Linked DNA regions of Sus scrofa: all the other regions are linked to region 1. The links are chromatin contacts, called in public HiChIP or PLAC-seq maps. All regions are on one chromosome and are shown on one strand. The core of a region is the stretch at or near the end of the contact, and the rest is flanking DNA. Distances in the headings are between cores, read along the strand shown.

Region 1 (2,799 bases), core at 59-2,558:
GGATTGTGCTTAATTTATAGATCACAATAAGAAGAATTGGCATCTTAACAATATTTGAACCTTCCAATCCATGATTATGGACTGTTTCTCCATTTATTCAGATCGTCTATGATTTCTGTCATCAGAGTTTTACAGTTTTCCTTATATAGATCCTGTACATATATTTTTTTAGGTTTATACCTAAGCATTTCACTTTTTTGATGCCAATGTAAATGTTGTGTTTTTTATTTGAAATTCCAGTTGTTCAGTGCTGGTGTACAGGAAAGCAATTGATCTTGACACATTAACCTTGCTATAATCTCTTATTAGTTTTAGTCCACCCAGTTCTCAGACTGCCAAATTAATTTGTTAACAAAATCTGTCAGTTCTCCCTTAAAAGTATATCCAAAATCTGACCTTTTCTCGCCACTTCTGCTATACTGCATCATTCTGGTGTAAGCTACTGTCATCTCACCTCTTGTACTAATGCAACCTATGAAGTGGCCCTCCTTTATAACACTTACTGCATTTATTGCTACTCAGTATATTGTATAGTGGGCTTTTTTGTTTGTTTGTTTGTTTACTCTCTTTCCTCCCCACATCCCCTATGGAAGCAGGAGCTTTGTTGTGTTCGTTCTTTTTCCCAGTGCCTTGCCTGGTGCCTTGTGTTTGGTGTTAAATAGGTATTTGTTGGATGAATGAATGATTCTCTTAAACTCTTCAGTTCCTGCAGCAGAGACTTGCTGAATAATATCTTAAAGAACACAAAGATGTGCTGCAAGCAGCCTTTCAAGAGTTTCTAAGAAATTAGAATGTCTTCAGAATTCATCTGCTTGCAAGGTTTATCACTGCTTATTACCACACTTTACCCTGTAACTATAACTGTATACCTCCCAGGATAGAGAACAGTCAGAAGTCTGAAGAGCCACTCTGCCAGTGCTATAAATAGTTTCCTTACCTTTTAGTTAAATTCTTTTTCACCCATATCTTCCTCCCCTGCCAGTACCACCACTCCCTTCACCATTCAACCCTTCTTTTTCCTTTGTGCCTTAGGAGAAGGGCTTATATTAATGGTGGAGTAAAGAGTTATTAGAAACAATTTAGTTCCTTCTTTAGAACATTTTAAAAGATGTTCTTAGTTATGAGACTTAAGTCTGAAATGTTACATGTTTTTTGAAGGATACTCCATTTTCCTATCATCAAAAAATATTTCCTCTCTCCAGAATTATGTTCTTTATTACAAATTAATGGCTATTATTTTATATGAGGCCTGAAGTCTAATAATAACTAGGAAAATGATTCCTGTCATTTGGCTTCCCTGCATATCAGGATGTGTGTCCTCAGACTACCTCTGTTGGAAATCTGTTACTGTTAAAACTCCCAGTTCTGGCAGCTTCCTTCAACTGGCATAGCATTTTTTTTTTCTTACCCTCAAAAACAAACAAACAAAAAAACCCTTACAGTTTATTTTCGCAGAATGGCTTCCCACCAGGGTGAATAGCCACACAGGCACCTAATTGTTCAATAACCCCCTGGGACTTCAGCTGCCTTGATTTTTTCCTAGGAAGGCATTGGCATGATTCAAAAGGAGGTGGTCTATTACTCTTGAAACTTTGTTCAGGATCGAGCCTGTGAGTGGATAAGGCTCCTTGGGCACAAGTTTAATTTGCATTGTGTTCCGCAGTTGCATTATGGTGTGTTGTTTAAATAAATCATAATGAGGCAGATCGGGGAGTTAATGTCTTTTGTTGATGCAGCTGCAGCATTTATCAGTTTGGCCACATTAAAAATGACAGAAGGAGATATTGCTTTGTGTGAGTTGAAATTAATAATAATTTTAACCTATGATGCATTCTAGTTTGACAACATTTGAAATTAAATTTAATGTTGTCTTCAAATTTCTTGTCCTCTGTGCGTATCTCCAGAGGTTACTTAGTCTCTGTTGTAGGGTTGTTACAAAAACACAAATGCTAAGGCTTATGGAAAGTATTTAAGTACCTTGGAGGAAGGGCAGTAGCCAAATAACGTTAGCTTTGTTAAAATTTGGAATCACTTTGTTTTCAGAATGCTAAGCTCCTCTCTTAACAGTTATAAGAAAGAAAAACCTGTTGTAGACATCAAATTCTGTTACTCTTTTTTTTTTTTTTTGTCTTTTGTCTTTTTGTTGTTGTTGTTGTTGTTGCTATTTCTTGGGCCACTCCCGCGGCATATGGAGATTCCCAGGCTAGGGGTTGAATTGGAGCTGTAGCCACCCGCCTACGCCAGAGCCACAGCAACACGGGATCCGAGCTGCGTCTGCAACCTACACCACAGCTCACGGCAATGCCGGATCGTTAACCCACTGAGCAAGGGCAGGGACCGAACCCGCAACCTCCTGGTTCCTAGTTGGATTCGTTAACCACTGCGCCACGACGGGAACTCCAAATTCTGTTACTCTTGATTAACAACTGTGATTATTACTGATTTATCTCTTTCTTTAGGTGGGACTTTTCTCTTGAAATATATTGAACTCAAAAACCTGAAATTCTTCTTATTAATATATAGGTTATCTTTTACATATGTGGATTTCTATCAAATATAAACTGTAGAAGGCTTTATCCAAATTATTAGATTTGTGTGATGAAACATCTCTATTTTTCCAAAGAACTGAGCTTTTAAAAAAATAGGCACATAAGGAAACTTTGTTCTGTGTCTTCTAAATTAAAACCAGAGGTTAAATGAGACTGTAGCATTTTAGCGATGCTTCATTGTCCTCAGCATCTTTACAATCACGTGTGATTTTTAAAATAGAACTTTGGAACCTTTTGTTGTTGTTGTTAT
Region 2 (2,862 bases), core at 257-2,756, 270 kb after region 1:
CTCTGCTCTGTGAAGCCTCGCCTGTCTGTTCTGTAGGCTCTCTTCTGACATTATATGGGTTTCATCCTATGTCTGTTTCTCTCACTAGACAGTAAGTTCCATGAGGGTAAGTATAATAGTTGACATATTTTTGTAGCAGAGTGCCTGCAACACCGTCAATAACAAATTGAATTGAGCCACTAGAAAAAAGTCCAGGTTTTTATTGCTTATTATATTTTTAGACTGGCTCTGGGAGACATCCATTTCTAAACAGAATTCTGAGCTTTTCCTAGGACCTAGGGTAGTTGATAGAAATCTTTTATCATGTACTAGCTTTCTATACGAGTAAGTAAATAAATGTCTCTTTGAGCTTCGATTTCCTGATCTATAAAACAGGAGTGATAATAATAGCATTGTTGTCAGGCTAAATGAAATTATGCCATTCTCTTGACACATAGTAGGGGGTTAATAATCTTTCAGCTGTTTAGAGCTCCCCCCATGCCTCTAGAACAATTTTTCTCATCAAAATTTTTCTCTTACCCTTTAGGATTCTTGCTTTTTTCGATCGGACCTCAAGAACCTCTAGAGCAAGAATCAGCAAGTATTTTCTGTAAAAGGCCAGATATTAAATATTTTAGGCTTTGCAGGCCACACGGTTTGTGTGGCATATTTTTCTTTATTTTTATCACTGCTGCTTTGCTTTAGCTTCTTTACGACCCTTTCAAAATGTAGGACCATTCTTCGCTATGGCCACACAAGAACAGACCTCCAGCTAGATAACCTGCATAGACTTACAACTTATATGAGTTTGTGGGTTGGCTACACTGTGCTCTAGAGTGGGGGTTCTTAAAGTGTGTCCCTTCCAACCACTAGCAGCAGCAGCTCCTGGAAACTTGTTAATACAAATTTGGGGGCCCCACCTCAGATTGGCTGGATCATAAACTCTGAATTTTAGCCCAGCAACCTGAGTTTTAATAAACCCTCCAGGTGATTTTGATGCAGTAGTTCAACCTTGACTGCACATCAGAATCACCTGGAGAGCCTTTAAACCATGTCAATACCCAAGCTTTATACCAAATCAGACACTCTGGGGATAGGACCAAGGTATAGGTGTTGAAAGCCCTGCAGGTGATTCAACGTGTAGCCATAGCTGAGAACCTCAGATATAAACTCAGGGCTAGCTTCTACGTCTGTCAAGTAAGCTTTTCCCTACTGATATTGCCAAGGTAGCCAGTACTTGGGTCTTCTTCTTGGTTTGGTGATTTCATGAAGGAACCTCACTGCAATCCATTGATCAAAAGATAGCTATTCATACTATGTATAAAGCAGTATGTTAGGCATGCTAGGGATATTTTTTAAAGTATATTAATAAGTCCCTTCTACCTTTGAGTAATTTGAATATAAAAAGCAAACTTCTCCATTTCTAAGGAGCTCATAATTTCACTTTTACAAAGAAGGATCAACTCAAGAAGCACCACCCATTTTCATTTTTCTCTGAGTTTAAACCTGGTCACTGGTCACCATTTTTTCACTCCCCTCACCATTACTGCAATGGGCTGAGTCTGTTATTCCATTATTCCACATGAAGTAAGTTCTAGGGTGTTCATTCTTGTTTCAAAAACACATTTTCCTGTGGAAAAGCTTTTGCCTGGTTTTATATTGGTAAGATAATTCTAGAGTGCCACATTTGACAAATGACATCAGCCCGCCTTCCCCTAGCCATAAACCATTTTAGAACGCTTATGCATAATTTGGCTTCAGGTCAAGGTGGCGTAATATGAACCAGCAGAATATACAGCACAGGGTGTCCTTAGCAGCTATCCTAAAGATCAGCAAAACTCATTCCTGTAAGAGAAGCTCATCTGTGAAGCAAGGTCAAGCCCAGTGGTCATCAGGGAAGGTCCCCTTAATGGAATCGCCCCTGGCCTGGAGGGACTTCTGCTTTGAAACTCTGCTGTGGTTGTCTCTCCGGCTGCCTACCTCAGACCCATATTTTCCTGCCACCAGCCAATTTCCATTTTGTTCAGGAATCAGATGGACATATTCTTCAGGGAATGCTGGCCTCCTCCCCAGCCCCAGAGGTTCAAATTGATGGTTTGGCAACATTGTGGTAATTCAGCATCCTTTGCCAGTGATTGGCTTAGGAATAAGCATGTGACTTCTAATTCTGGCCAATTATGAGAGTAGAAAGAGCTTTGGGGAAGTTCTTGTTGTTCAAAAGGAATGCAAAGGAAGATGTTTCTTGTTAGGCCACTATATATAGATTTGAGGATGTGATGCTTAGAGCTGCTGTAACCATCTTGTAACCGTAAAAGAACATGTCTGGAGCCAAAAGGCAACGTGGTGAGAATGATGCAGTAGAAAGATGGAAAGCATCATCTTTATTTCCCCTTGAGCTGCTGAATTAGAGACCCAGATACTACCTGACCTCTGTATTTCATTATTATGTGAGATAGTATATGTCTTTCTTATCTAAGCCACTTTTGGTGGATTATGTTCTTACTGCCTAAAGCATCCTAACTAACATATCTATGTTAGCCATATAATTAGATGTGAGAGAATGTTGTCTTATACTTAGTGTCTGCTTACTCCAAAAACCTGCATCTTAGTATCGGGGATTTTTCTGTTGGAAAAAAGATTTTTTACTCATTATTCCTCTCTTAGTTTCTTTTTCTTCTTCTTCTTCTTTTTTTTTTTTTTTTTTTTTTTTTTTTTTTTTTTTTTTTGCTTTTTAGGGCCACTCCTGCAGCATATGGAGTTTCCAAGGCTAGGGGTCAAATCGGAGCTACAGCTGCCAGCCTACACCATGGCCACAGCAACATTAGATCCAAGCCGCGTCTGTGACCTACACCACAGCTCACGGCAACGCCAGATCCTAACCCA
Region 3 (2,878 bases), core at 300-2,799, 290 kb after region 1:
CATTGCCACCTCATTTTATTTTCACAAGTCTATGAGATAGACTGGTGTCATCAATCCCATTTTACAGATGAGGGAAGGGAGGAAGGCTGAAAGAAATGAAACAAGTCGCCTAAGGTAACAGACATGGTGGCTGGCAGTGCCTGCCTGGAATCCTAATTAGCCTACCATCCCTTTTTAACCATCCCTCTTCAAGGGGCTAGACTACAAAGAGTTCTGGATCCACAGAGAAAAATCAACTAGAACATGGATAATTTAAAAAATGCAATACAGGTGAGTTTCAAAAACAGTGTAATACCAGCCTTTCAAATCAAAAAAAGTGAGAGCGCTGGAAAACCTTTTTTTTTTTTTTTTTTCTCTCAAGAAGGCTGACTTCCTAGCCATTGTAGATGGGTTATTAACTCATTTCATTAAACTAAATTATTAATTTGCTTTTCAATTAAGTGTGTCATCACTGTCACAGCTCTGATGTGTCCTTCCCCATTTTCCAACATATCTGGGCCCAAAGTGAGAAGTAATTCGGTTTGGGAGGATCTTTTGCCCCTATTGTTTTCTTGGGTGTCCTCACTCGGGAGGCCTGGCATTCCTCACGTGTCTGGGGCAATACAGGAGCAGCCAAGCGCGAGGAAGCCACACAAAAGGCATCCAATCGCTATCAATGTTGAAAGATCAATTCGGTGAGCACACGAAACACACCCGATAGGACCAGAAAAGGGAGAAAAATCCCTTCTCCCAAAGGGTGAGACATTGGTTGACCTCTTGTGAGTGTCCACATACACAAAACACCAAGCAGGTGAAGTGTGGGCGGCGATCTTTCTGAATCCCCAATCATCTCACACGCCACGCAGGCTCGGCCTCCGCCCTTTAGTCCCAAGAGGCCGGGAGGGGCCAAAGGGGCTGTAGGGCGCTAAGTCTCGGGAGGGGTCGCGGCTGGCTCCTTACCCTCCCCAGTGCCGCTTCTGCCCAGGAGCCAACGCTCCATTCACGTTGCAGGCGCTGCGGCTCCAGGGCAGGAGGAAGGCGGTTTGGTGTCGGGGCCGGGGCCGCCTGGGAGCGCCCGCCGGTCCAGCAAGGGGAGGGGCCGCGCGGCGAGCCGAGGATGCCCGGCCTTCCCTTCTTCGGCTTCCAGCAGGCGCAGCCCCGCGGCTGGGCCCAAGGGCTGGCTGGGGTTTCTCGCAGAACTGGGCCGTCCGGGCCTCCGAGCGGCCCCGCGGCTCCCACGCCACTGCCCGGGTGCCAGACTCAGGACGCAGCTTTCCCGCCGGGGTCTCCCTTCCCGCTGGCCGGCCGGTGCTGGATGCGCGCGCGCGCGCGCACACACACACACATACACACAAACGGAGACAGACACACACGCCCGTGCTCGTCCTCTTTCCTTTTCTGCAGCCCTGGCACCCCCCTCGCCCAGTCTCTTGCTCCAGGGTGCGGGGCGCCCTCACGGCCTCGGCAGGGCAGGCCCCTCCCGGGGGCGAGGCGGGGAGCTGGACCCGCGCGGGAGCCGGGCGCGGGGAGGGGCCAGCGGTGGGGGCGTGGCCGGCTGCTCCCGCCCCTCGAGTGAGTGACTGGGCGAGGAGGTCCCCTCCTTCCCTCCCTCCCTCCCTCCCTCCCTCCGTCCCGGTCCCCTCCCCTGCTCGCAGCCCGCCGGCTCCAGCTCGCTCCCTGCCCACTCCCGGGGGGACGTTCCGTGCCGCGGCCGCTGCGGCCGCCGCTTCTTTCACACTTGAGTTGGGAGCCGCGCGCCGCGCTCAGTTACTGGCGAGCTGGCCGCGCGCCGCCGCCTCCCGCACGCACGCACGCACGCGGGCCGGGCTTCGGGGGCTTAGGCTCTTACTCCCGGCAGCTGGGAGGAGGGGGAGACCCCGTCTGACTGTGGGGAGGAGGAGGAAGAGGAGGAGGAGGGAGGAAGAAAACAGGCGAGGAGCACCCGGGCGGGGGGCGGGAGGCTTGCCACCTTCAGCCCCCCCGCGAGCGCCCAAGGTAAGCGTGAGCCCCCGCCAGCCCGGGGCGGCGGGAGTTGGCGGCGCAGCCCGCCCGGGCTCCGCTCCCCGGCGCGCCCGGGTGGGCTGGGAGGGAGGCCTGCGGGGTGCCTGCCGCGCGGCGGGGATGCGAGCCGCGGTCTTGGCGCTGCCGGCCCGCGGCCCGGGCTGGGGCGGCTGGGGCGGCTGGGGCCGGGGCTGCTGGGGCTGCTGGGGCTACCGCCGCCGCTGCGGGGCCGGCGGGGCTGCAGGGGACGGAAGCTGGGGTGCGGGGAGCTGGAGGGGGCGTCTGCTGGCCGGGGCGGAGGGACTGGGATGCGGTTGGGGCTGCTGACGACTTTGGTCACATTGAGGCCTGGGTGGCTGGGGTTCGACACCCCTCCCTTGCCACCCGCACCCCCGCCGCCCTCAGCCTTTCCTGCTCCTCTCGAGCTTTGCCTGTAGCCGCCGTACTTTGCAAGCCAGAGCTTGGAAGAAAACACAAAATTTAGAATCCTTTGCTAAATCTCCAAGTCTCTTCTCCCGCTCCGACAGATTGATGTGTTTGTGTGGGTGCTGTGATCCCTGGGATTTTTGAAGTTTTGACCTTTTTGGGGTGGCTTGTTTCCGTGCAGCTGTTTGCCCATCTCGATGTATTTATTATTCGTGCCCATGCGAGGCAGCCAGAGGGTGCTTCGTTATTGTACAAGGGAAAGATTTCACTCCCCTCTGCAGGCAGTTCTCGGAGTGCGGCCGCCGCAGCTGCCTCTGGTCTTCTGCTCGATGTCCTTCCCCATCTTCCACCCTGCCCCCCACCTCCTCCGAGGGATTCCCCCCCCCCCCCAGCTCCTACCGTTTGTGTGAGAGAAGCCCCTGGGTTTAGAGGCTCTCATTTCCCATTCATCCCTCTTCTAAAGCTCTGAATT
Region 4 (2,857 bases), core at 46-2,545, 390 kb after region 1:
TCGGATTCCAAGTGGCTGTGGCTGTGGCTGACGGCTGCAGCTCTGATTTGACCCCTATCCCTGGTATTTTCATATGCTGCAAGTGCATCCCTAAAGAGACCAAAAAAAAAAAAAGAAGAGTGAGGAACCTGGCCCTGGGTTTAGTCTGTGAAGATTCCACAATGTCTCAAGCTGAGCCTCAGAAAGGTCTCAGTGGCTTTAAGTGCCCACGGGGCTCATGAAATCATAGAAGCCAGCCCACCCTGGCTCACACTTCCGCATCACACTTCCAAAGTGAAGGTGCTTAGGCCAGGGTCTGACTCAGAGAAGGTCTCAGAAACATGTTGGTTTTATTTTCTGCTTTTATAGTTCCTGCCAGTCTGATAGGTGCTTCTTACTGTGACAGGAGAGAGAGAACAGGCCCAGACCCTGGGCATGTAAGAGAGTCATAGCCATGCCCTCCCACCAGCCAAATCTGTTCCCGCTTCCCCGCTTCCCACATTGTCTTTGACAAGGAGCCTTGAGTTGCCTCGTCTACATCATGGAGATGCCAGTGGCATCCACTGCTCAGCGCTGCGTGGAGGACCAGACGTTAGCAGCGTCAGCAGCAGGGGCCACCTACGGCAAGGTCAGGGGCGAGGAGCAGTCAAGCATTCCTGGTAAATAGGGCTCAGCTGACCCATCCTCTTCACTTTTGCCCCTCATCCTTCTCGAAACAGACCACACTGGAAAGCCACGGGATGCCGCATTTAATCTAGCCAAGGGGGAATCAGTCTGAATTTCTGTTTGGAAAAATTTTCTGTGCCAGAAAGTCACGAAATGCGCTATACTTTGTATGTTTCAAAAAAAAAAAGAGGAAAATCCAAGTGCTATTTTCCTTCCCTTGCCAACGGTATCAGGAGCCTGTTCTTTTAATATTAGAGACAGAGATAAGCGGGAGAGTAGGACCCTTTGTCACTTATTGCTCCAACGCAGCCTGATTGTAAGATGAGGGAGCGTGCAAGTTCTCAGATGCCATTGGCGGGAAGTGCCGGCAGGGCCCTTGGTGGTGTCCTTTGGGTTGTCGGTCTCAAGGGTTTCCCTCCATTGCTCCCTTGACCTTCCAGGTGCCCAGTCTTCTCTGTAGCTGCCTGGAGCCCTTCCTCAGGCAGAAAAAAAGACTGAACTTGGCCCTGGAGCAGGCAGCAGAGATGCTGCTGGGAGCCTCGCCTCCCAGCCTTTGGGTACCGTCCAGCAAAAAGCACAGAGGACTGGAGCTGTGGGCAAGGCTTGGTCTCTACCGAGGGAAGTTCTGAAAAAGTGACTCAGCCAACAAGAGAGAAGGCGGGAGGGTTTCTGTACTCATGGCATTCTCCTCAGGGTTATTTTCTCCTGAGTGATGTCACAGAATTCAGAAATTCAAAACCAGGGCTTCTTCCTGGAATCCTGGCTGATGTGGCCAAAAGGGACTTGTTTTGCCATCAGCACCTGCCTGGTAGCACTTAGCTAGCAACGGCCACCTGGCAGTGCACACCTGACCTTACCTGTCCAGGGTTTGGATCTCTTTTAGGCCCCAGCTGTCTCTGCAGAGCTGCACAGCACCTTCCTTTTGCACCTGGAGCCTTTTAACTGTGCCTGTTTCCTTTGTCCCTGAATTGTTGCTCGGCATCGAAAGCACAGCTATGTGAGTCACACTTTACAGTTTATAAGGCCTTTTCACAAGCCATTATTGCTGTAATCCCCACTTGGTACGAAAGGAAGCTGAAGGTAGGAGTTCACTTAACTAAAGATGTGGGACTGTGGTTAGAACTGAGAATGCAGACTCACGGCAAAGGGTGAGTCCCCTCTCAGGAGAAAGGGATCTGCCTGTCATTAAATCTGAGCCCACTTTTGCTCAAGAGTCTTTGTGAAATAATTGTTAACTGGCCACTTGAACCTCAGCTTTTATATCAGGATGTCCGGAGACTCTGCTGTGGTAATTAGGACCATTTTCACTGTCTTGGTAATGCATCCTCCTGGTAAATGCACAGGCCTGAAGTCTGGCTAATTGGTTTCCAAGCCTGGCTCAGCTACTCACTGACATGTAGTCTTGGCAAATGACTGAGGCTCTCCTTGCCTCAGTTTCCCCATCTGCATAGTGTGGGGAATACTAGCACTTACCTGCCTTGAGAGGACTTAAGTGTCTCAATGTATGGAAAGGCCTTAGACTGGGACTTGCCACATGATGTGCCCTGGGTGAAGCCCATTTAGTGTCCTCATTGTCTGAGCAGCCTCAGTTTCCCTTGACTCTGCTGGGGGAAAAGCACACCCTGTTTACCGCAGGTGTGTCATTCTCCAAACTTTAAGTTTATTGATTGTCCACATAATACGTAGCTCTTTTATTTTGTAGTTTAGAATATTTGCATTGCTGCGACTTTTTCTTTTGTGAGTGTGTGTGTGTGTGTGTGTGCGTCTTTAAATCAAAAAAGTAAAGTATATGTATGGCTTAAGAGTGGTGAATATGGTATTATACCTTATTTCTCTTAAAGTGTGGTATAATAAATAATCCCGCCATAGAAGTTAGCGCATATATTTTTATTTATCAAACATAAGTCTGTGTGTGTGTGTGTTGTGTTTGTGTATGTGGTGTGGTCCAGCCTTTTCCTCCTCTTGGGTTTCTCCGGTACAGGGAGGATATTTATAGAAGGAAGGACATTTCTTTGTGAAGCACTAAGGAGAAGCTCAGGCAACAGACAGATTATAATAGGATAAATACAATAAATACAAAATAGGATAAATACAACTGAAATAAAAAGATGCACAAATGAGATACTAGTTCAATTCATGATTTTTTTCTTTATTTATATTCAATTCTATATTCTTCTTTAAAATATGAATTAGGAATTCCCATTGTGGCTCA

Evidence for each region. HiChIP or PLAC-seq counts read pairs in DNA pulled down with a chosen protein or histone mark.
Region 2: a contact with region 1 is called in an H3K27ac HiChIP or PLAC-seq map of skeletal muscle. The contact joins two enhancer-like sites. A contact is called at or near these places in 2 of 47 Hi-C or Micro-C datasets (both in embryonic fibroblasts) and 1 of 2 datasets of contacts at active chromatin or transcription factors (skeletal muscle).
Region 3: an H3K27ac HiChIP or PLAC-seq map of skeletal muscle shows a contact between it and region 1. The contact joins the promoter of C9H1orf21 here to the enhancer-like site in region 1. A contact is called at or near these places in 1 of 5 promoter capture datasets (skeletal muscle), 6 of 47 Hi-C or Micro-C datasets (embryonic fibroblasts, heart right ventricle, psoas muscle and 2 more) and 1 of 2 datasets of contacts at active chromatin or transcription factors (skeletal muscle).
Region 4: a contact with region 1 is called in an H3K27ac HiChIP or PLAC-seq map of skeletal muscle. The contact joins two enhancer-like sites. A contact is called at or near these places in 1 of 47 Hi-C or Micro-C datasets (epiblast stem cells) and 1 of 2 datasets of contacts at active chromatin or transcription factors (skeletal muscle).

The regions. Positions count from the first base shown.
Region 1 is chr9:125,322,598-125,325,396 of Sscrofa11.1, forward strand. The region is part of intron 4 of TSEN15 (tRNA-splicing endonuclease subunit Sen15); the gene reads left to right. Among named protein-coding and RNA genes, the nearest start is that of TSEN15, 23 kb to the left of the region's middle. Within about 2 kb of position 1,309, at least 2 of the 83 cell types and tissues checked have an H3K27ac peak or open chromatin away from gene starts, as enhancers often do. A contact at or near this core is called in skeletal muscle, where this site is marked.
Region 2 is chr9:125,591,100-125,593,961 of Sscrofa11.1, forward strand. No RefSeq gene overlaps it. Among named protein-coding and RNA genes, the nearest start is that of C9H1orf21, 21 kb to the right of the region's middle. Within about 2 kb of position 1,507, at least 3 of the 83 cell types and tissues checked have an H3K27ac peak or open chromatin away from gene starts, as enhancers often do. A contact at or near this core is called in skeletal muscle, where this site is marked.
Region 3 is chr9:125,611,533-125,614,410 of Sscrofa11.1, forward strand. C9H1orf21 reads left to right here and starts at 1,550. Exons shown (of 6, transcript XM_003482739.3): 1 at 1,550-1,974.
Region 4 is chr9:125,708,981-125,711,837 of Sscrofa11.1, forward strand. The region is part of intron 2 of C9H1orf21; the gene reads left to right. Among named protein-coding and RNA genes, the nearest start is that of C9H1orf21, 97 kb to the left of the region's middle. Within about 2 kb of position 1,296, at least 5 of the 83 cell types and tissues checked have an H3K27ac peak or open chromatin away from gene starts, as enhancers often do. A contact at or near this core is called in skeletal muscle, where this site is marked.